Linked DNA regions of Oryctolagus cuniculus: region 1 is linked to region 2. The links are chromatin contacts, called in public Micro-C maps. All regions are on one chromosome and are shown on one strand. Each heading gives the region's core, a stretch centred on a gene start, on an enhancer-like site or on the middle of the called end of the contact. The rest is flanking DNA. Distances are from core to core; before and after follow the strand shown.

The links. A called contact is a pair of places that touch in the nucleus more often than the background predicts.
Region 1: a contact with region 2 is called in a Micro-C map of ear pinna, with 2.5 times the contacts expected there. The contact joins the enhancer-like site here to the promoter of SSBP1 in region 2. A contact is called at or near these places in 2 of 6 Hi-C or Micro-C datasets (ear pinna and an unstated tissue).

Annotation. Positions count from the first base shown.
Region 1 is chr3:182,450,893-182,454,804 of mOryCun1.1, forward strand. AGK (acylglycerol kinase) reads right to left here. Exons shown (of 14, transcript XM_070071403.1): 10 at 858-1,005; 11 at 371-468. Among named protein-coding and RNA genes, the nearest start is that of DENND11, 63 kb to the left of the region's middle. Within about 2 kb of position 1,734, at least 4 of the 8 cell types and tissues checked have an H3K27ac peak or open chromatin away from gene starts, as enhancers often do. A contact at or near this core is called in ear pinna, where this site is marked.
Region 2 is chr3:182,339,702-182,343,539 of mOryCun1.1, forward strand. It overlaps SSBP1 (single stranded DNA binding protein 1), which reads right to left and starts at 1,518. Exons shown (of 7, transcript NM_001082131.1): 1 at 1,135-1,518; 2 at 4-58. The coding sequence starts at 27. WEE2 (WEE2 oocyte meiosis inhibiting kinase) reads right to left here. Exons shown (of 11, transcript XM_002721833.4): 11 at 3,827-3,838.

The sequences.
Region 1 (3,912 bases), core at 484-2,983, 110 kb after region 2:
CATCCTCCACTGCTCTCCCAGGTGCATCATCAGGGAGCTGGATCAGAAGTGGAGCAGCCCGGAAATGAACTGGTGCCCACATGCGATGACGGCACTGCCGGTGGCGGCTTCACCCACTCCACCACAGCACCGGCCCCAAGGAGTAGGTAACTTTTCATCTGTACAGGCCACTACGCAACGGCCAGAACTCTAACTCAGAGCCCACGGAGCTTCCCCGGCACCTCTGCACTCCTTGACAGCCACACACACCCCTTTTCTCCTGATCGGTTCCTCTCTGTCTGCACAGGGTCAAAATCAATCAGTGCAAGAACACGTAGCCTTGGTCAGTTTTCCCAGACACCAGATGTTTCTCAAGCAAAAGCACACTCACCGTCAGGTCAAGCTGGCTGTTCCGTGTTGTGATGGACAGTTCAATGGTGGACAGCTGTACTTCCTTCCAGTCTTGCAGGCTCACCTCTTGGGAGAGGGCTGTGGGAGACGCACAGGCACAAGTCAACTTCTTGCACCAACAACTCACCACCCACTAGCAGCACAGTCCACTCAGCTCCACCAGCCCTTCTACTGACCGTCCCTCACCCTTCTTAGACACAACGGGTAAGGAGCCAGGCTCCAAGTGGGATGTGTCTGCAACACCCACACCAAAAGTAGCTGTGCTGGCGTCAGCGTCAGTGTCAGGGAGAGTGCACAGCCTCCTGGGCCCATCGCTGGGGCCTCGTTTGGGCCTACCCTGGTGGCACACGGAAGGCTGCCTTCAACGACCCTTCAGGTCCACCTCGGTGCTAGCTAAGGCTCTAGACCGATTTCTGGGGGTCTGCTTTCGGGCGCTCTCATCTCCCTTCCGTCACCACGCTGCTCACCTTCCGGAGGTGGTGCCCAGTATGACGCGAGCCTTCGCAATATTCTCCTGTACAAAGACGGCCGGGGAGGGGTCCCTTCTGGCTCACTGGGTGGTCTCACTGTAGGACCCGTGTACGAGATGGAGGCTTGATGCGTTTGAGGCCACTCCTTTAAATGAGAAGAGAAAAGCTTTCGTCACACACGATTCTTCATTCTGGGAGTCTGTCTCTGCAAACATCGATATTCTAGCTCTACTTGCTGGGGCCACCTCTCGGTGCATGGACTCAAGTGTCGTTTCCTGCGACAGTTCCTTTCTGAGAACCACAGACCCCGTGGCTGTTGCCACCACCGCTCTACCACAGAGCAGGAAATCCAAGTGGACCGATAACCACTGCTTACACTGGTCCAAAAACCCATGAATAAAGTCATCCCCTAAAAACGCTATCCGTGGTGACGCAACAATGAAATCAGCCAGTTGCATCCGGCACTTACTTCACTTCTGCACCCACATCACAGAGGCCAGCCAGGCTTGGTCAGGCTTGCAAGTCGGCCCAAGGCTTCTCGCCTCTGCTCCAAAGCCCAGCAGCCTCAGGTTGCAGTCTGTTTTCTACTTCTGGGAGCCCCCGGCCCAGTGTCGTCCTGAGTCACCTGATGGTGTCTGCGCCTCACCCCTTGACGGCGGCTCTGACTCACCAGGCCAGCCCTTCCCGTGGCCACACCCTGGCCCTTACATCCTGAAAAGCGAAAATTCTGATCTCCTACTCTCCAGTCACACCCACATCCCACGTACCCAGAGTCTCAGGGTAAACTTCTCCCTCCTCTCAAGCTTCCATGGCGTGAATTACAAACAGTAAGAAGCAGGTCTCAGCTTCACCACTTACTCCTGCCCACGTCCAGAGGGCTGAGGCATGGTCCCGGCCGGCCCCTTCCTCCCACCCCTCTGCCCCATGGCCCTGGCCCCTTCCTCCCGCCCCTCTGCCCCATGGCCCCGGCCCCTTCCTCCCGCCCCTCTGCCCCACGGCTCCTGCCCCTTCCTCCCTGACCCATGGCCCCAGCCCCTTCCTCCTGCCCCCTGCCCCGCGGCCCCCACCCCTTCCTCCCTGCCCCATGGCCCCAGCCCCTTCTTCCTGCCCCACAGCCCCACCTCTTCCTCCCGCCCCTCTGCCCCACGGCCCCCGCCCCTTCCTCCGGCCCCTCTGCCCCATGGTCCTGGCCCCTTCCTCCCACCCCTCTGCCCCGCGGCCCCCGCCCCTTCCTCCTGCCCCTCTTTCCCACGGCCCCCGCCCCATGGCCCCCGCCCCTTCCTCCCGCCCCTCTTTCCCACGGCCCCTGCCCCTTCCTCCCTGCCCCGCGGCCCCGCCCCTTCCTCCAGCCCCTCTGCCCCACGGCCCCGCCCCTTCCTCCAGCCCCTCTGCCCCACGGCCCCGCCCCTTCCTCCCGCCCCTCTGCCAGCAGCTGTCCTCCAGGCACGCCTCTGCTGCGGCTTCCCACAGGAAGCTCACTGCGGTGGTCTCTGCCCTGGAGAAGCCACTTCCAGTGGACGAGTCCAGTCTGTGGCACCAGGAAGTCAGGTTGTGACCCTGCATCGAAACTGTGTCCCTCCCTCCTGCGACATGCATAAAACTGACACTTTCCATCCCCATCTGCCGGGTTCCTAGGAACGACTGCATGATTCGGTCCGAATGCAAAGGCAGAGGACAGGGATGTTACTGTTTGGCCCCTGAAGATGCTAACCCCACTGGGAATTCCGCTCGCTGGCCATTCTGTTTTTCTCAGCGCCTTGTTAATTACTTCCTGTTGCTTCCTTGGCCCTTGTTTTCGTTCATAATGCACTTGCCAAGAAGCCCAGTTGTGGAGACACCTGTCACTACGTCACGGCTCGGGAATCCGTCCAGTCACCCAAATTCTTGGTCCCCACAGATCCCTGGTCTCAGGGCTTCAGAGCCGCTTGATCATCCCCCTGAACCTGCTCTCTCATGTTTCCCCCAACCCCACCCCCGCCACCGCCCACCTCCTTCTCAGCACTTCCCTGAGAGTAGCAGGGACAGGAGAGAACTTCCGTAACTTGCAGATGAAAGCAAGATTGTAGCACCTATTCTCTATTTCTCCTGCATCAAGGAAGGTGTCCCTTCCTGTCCTGGGACAGCCCAGGGCTAAGATCCCTCCCACACACTTCTATTGGCGTGGGCCTTACCAAACCACTCATGCTTTCCTCTCTCCTTTTTCTTCACCTCTTCCCACTCTATTCTTGTGCTTAGGAGTGTAAAGGCAAGGATATTTCTTCAATCAAAAAAGCAACACTCCACCGACCCCTACTTAGAACTTTCGCCTTCTCTGCAAATCAAACTCCTTGGCCTGAGAGGCCTCCGCTCGCTGCCGCTGCCGCCGCCTCGTCCCCCATACGTTCCTGAGCGTTCTTAAACATGGCTGCAGCCTCCCCAGTCTGGAAGCCACCAGCTTGGAGGCTGCCGAGTCAGTGGACACTGTCCTGTCTGTAGTCACACACTTGCTGCTGCTTCCTGGGATTCTCACTTCTGTGGGCTTCTATGTCAGCGCCCCCTCCTAGATCTGCTCTTAGTACGCCCTCGTCGTCTTTTCTGGCCCTTTAAATGCTCATATTCCTCAGGGCTGTTCCTGGCCAGCTGTTAGCAGTGGTAACTTCACCACCCCCACAGTGTCAATGCCACAGCTGCACTCAGAGACATCCACATGGATTTCCTCAGCCCAGACCTCTGCCGAATTCCAGGCCTGAATCACAACTCTACCCACACTTGTCTGTACCGTGGGCTTGACAAATTCAGTGTGAACCAAACTGAAAACTTCGTCTTTCTGCACACACTTGGTCTTACTCTAACCCTCACACTGATAGAAAACTCTAGTTACAAAACTCTAGCGCCTCACACCAAACTCTGGCAAACCCATATTCTTCCAGCGTTTGCCCGTTCCCCCTCCGTAAGCTCTTTCATGCACCCTCTGCTGGTAACACTCAGCACTTCAGTCTATACCTAATCGCTTCTCCCTGCGGTTACAGCAATCTTCTATCTCATGCCCTCACCTTTAGCTACTCATATGCAA
Region 2 (3,838 bases), core at 268-2,767:
TACCTGTAACGCAGGCCTCCGAAACATGGCTGCTCTTCTCAGTCTACCTCTGCCGGTCCTGAAGGGAAAGAAGAGCGCGCATTACATCCCACGGCAAGGGCAAGGGCCGCGCCGCCCGGGGCGCCACCCCTGCCCGCACCCCGCGCTGCCTGTGCCCCATCCCTGCCCGCACCCCGCAACCGCGCCGCCCGGGACGCCACCCCTGCCCGTGCCCCATCCCTGCCCGGGGCGCCATCCCCCCCCCCCCCCGCGCTGCCCGTGCCCCATCCCTGCCCGCACTGCCCGGTGCTCCACCCCTGTCCCCGCCCCGCCCGGGGTGCCATCCCCGCCCGCACCCCGCCCCCGCGCGCCATCCCCGCCCCCACGCTGCCCGGTGCCCCATCCCTGCCCGCACCCCGCCCCCGCGCTGCCCGGCGCTCCACCCCTGCCCGCACCCCGCCCCCGCGCTGCCCGGTGCCCCATCCCTGCCCGGGACGCCACCCCTGCCCGGTGCCCCACCCCTGCCCGCACCCCGCAACCGCGCGCCATCCTCGCCCCCGCGCTGCCCGTGCCCCATCCCTGCCCGGGGCGCCATCCCTGCCCGGGGTGCCATCCCCCCCACCCCGCGCTGCCCGGCGCTCCACCCCTGTCCCCGCACTGTCCGGTGCTCCACCCCTGTCCCCGCGCCGCCCGGGGCGCCATCCCTGCCCGGTGCTCCACCCCTGTCCCCGCACTGCCTGGGGCGCCATCCCCGCCCCCCCCCCCCCCCCCGCGCGCTGCCCGGCGCTCCACCCCTTTCCCCGCGCCGCCACCCCTGCCGGGTGCCCCATCCCTGCCCGGGGCGCCATCCCTGACCGGGGCGCCATCCCCCCCACCCCGCACTGCCCAGTGCTCCACCCCTGTCCCCGCGCCGCCCGGGGCGCCACCCCTGCCGGGTGCCCCATCCCTGCCTGGTGCCCCAACCCTCCCCCCCACCCCGCGCTGCCCGGCGCTCCACCCCCCCCCCCTCCCGCGCTGCCCGGAGCCCCATCCCTGCCCGGTGCCCCATCCCCGCCTGCACCCCGCACCCGCGCGTCATCCCCGCCCGCACCCGCACCCCGCACCCGCGCGCCATCCCGCGCGTCCGGCAGCGCCCCCCCCCACTAACATACACACCTGCGAGTCTCTCTGAGCCCACTTAACTTCCTTTTCCTCCAACCCGTCCAAAAAGTGGTCAGTTCCACCTCAACCCGCGGGCTTCTCAAATCCCACTAACACGCGAGCTCGGGGCAGAGACGAGACCCCACCCACTCACTGCCGAGCCTCCCCAGCCCCGAGGCCGTCGCCCGTGCACAGCGAGACGCGACGGCTGCTGCTGTCATCAGACTCAAGTCCGGTCCATTCCCGTCAGCACAGGGCAAGGCGCCGCGGGGACCCCGGGCGCCCCACCACGGTGCCCGCGCGCTCTCCCGAGGGCTGCGCTCCCACCCAGCAACGCACGTGGGCTGGGAACACCCCGCACGCGCGTCCGCCCGCGCGGGAACAGCCAGACACGGACGCGGCCCCGCACCCGGCCCCGCACACGGCGCGCGTCCTCGCTTCCGCCCGCCCTCACCCGGCGCTCCAGCCGACGGCCTCCAGCCCTAGGATTACTTCCGGTGCACGCAGGAAGCTCTGCTCGCGAAAGAGGAAACAGGAAGTCACAGGCGTGCTCCGTGGAAATGGTGCCGGCCACAACCGCTGCAAACGCGTTTCCGGAACTCGGGCGTTCCGGGCGCTGGATCGACGCCGCCCGGTGGCGAGTTCGGCCGACTTCAAGTGTTTAATGCAATTGCGATAGCGTTCCCAGCACAACGCCAGGAGGCGGCGGAGAACGCGAATGCGAGCGTAGCCCCGCCCCGGCCTCCTAATGCTGCCGGGATGAGCCAGGGCCGAGGGCTGGCCACCTAGAGAAACCCGCGACGTTGCAGAACACGCAGAGGCCTGCAGTCCAGTCGTGGTCCCTTCGCGTTTCCGCTGAGAGCTGCCGTGTCTGACTTTCCGTGGCCAAGCGACAGTCAAATACTACAAATTGAGCTTAGTGACCTTAACATGCTGGTAGTTTGCTCATTGTGGGTTTTTTTTTTTTTTTTTTTTTTTTTTTTTTTTTTGACAGGCAGAGTGGACAGTGAGAGAGAGAGACAGAGAGAAAGGTCTTCCTTTGCCGTTGGTTCGCCCTCCCGGTGGCCGCCGCGGCCGGCGCACCGCGCTGATCCGATGGCAGGAGCCAGGTGCTTCTCCTGGTCTCCCATGGGGTGCAGGGCCCAAGCACTTGGGCCATCCTCCACTGCACTCCCTGGCCACAGCAGAGAGCTGGCCTGGAAGAGGGGCAACCGGGACAGAATCCAGCGCCCCGACCGGGACTAGAACCCGGGGTGCCGGTACCGCAGGTGGAGGATTAGCCTAGTGAGCTATGGCGGCGCCAGTGGCGCCGGCCAATAATGTGCATTTTCCAGCTTAGACTTCGTGGTTGACCTTTCACTCTACTGTAGAAGAAATGGCCTGGGTATGTGAGCTAGGGGGCTGGTAAGAGCTGAAAGGGTGTGTGAGAGAGGAGGATACTCCAGCACCACTAATTCTCTCTCCAATGCTCACAACAGCCAGGGCTGGAGCCGAGAGTGCAATTCGGATCTGCCACGTGGGTGGCAAGAACCCAGTTTCTTGAGCCATCATCACTACTTTTGCAGGGTCTGCACTGGCAGGAAGCTGGAGGCAGGAGCTAGAGCTCCTTGTCAAACCTAGACACTCCAGTATGGGCCAGGGGCATCTAACACCAAACGCTCACTCCACACTAAACTCATTTTAAAACTCGAATGACGTCCAGTAAACAGAAATAGCAGTAAACAAGAATGGGCTGTGGAGCCATATTACACTTAGTTGCATGGAAAAAATTGCTGTTCTGACAATTTATATGATTATTCAGTTTTTGGAAACCATCTTTAAAAGTGAAGGGAAGAGAAATAAGGTAGCAGAAAAGCTCTTAATCACTAAAAGATTACCTCAGTTAAGATGGCACAGCAGTAATGGGACACCCAGATCCCCTGTTGCTACACCTGCGTTTGAGTCCTGGCTCTACTCCAAGTCCGGCTTCCTGATGCTGTGCCCCCTTGGAAGGCATCAGGTAGTGGCTTAAGTGGTCGGGTCCGTGCCACACACTAGACCTGGATTGAAGGGCCAGCACCATGATGCAGTGGGTTAATCCTACGCCTGCAGTGCCGGCATCCCATATGGGGGCTGGTTCTGGTCTCAGCTGCTCCTCTTCCAATCCAGCTCTCTGCTGTGGCCTGGGAAAGCAGTGGAAGATGGCCCAAGTCCTTGGGCCCCTGTACCCTCGTGGGAGGCCGGGAGGAAGTTCCTGGCTCCTGGCTTTGGATCAGCATAGCTCCGGCCATTGTGGCCACTTGGGGAGTAAACCAGTGGACAGAAGACCTTTGTCTCTCCCTCTCACTGTAACTCTACCTCTCAAGTAAATAAATAAAATCTTAAAAAAAGACCTGGATTGAGTTCCCGTCTTCTGGTGTCAGTCCAATCCCAGTTGTGGCAAGCATTTGGGGAATACAACAGCAGATGAGATCTCACCCCCCTCCCCATCCCTTTTCAAAAAATAAAATTTGAAAGATGACAAAGAGGAATTAGAGTACTTTTATGACCAACATTTTTTATGGCAAAGCCTGACCACCACTTGCTTTGGCCCCTCTGAAGCTGCATTGCTGCCAGACATGTTACTGCTGACCTACTTGATTCTCACTCCAATTCACTCCCAGAGCATTTGCCAATATAAACTTTCAGTCTCTTGTTATGTATTACCAAGAAAAGTCTTTTACCCATGTTCCGCTTTGAA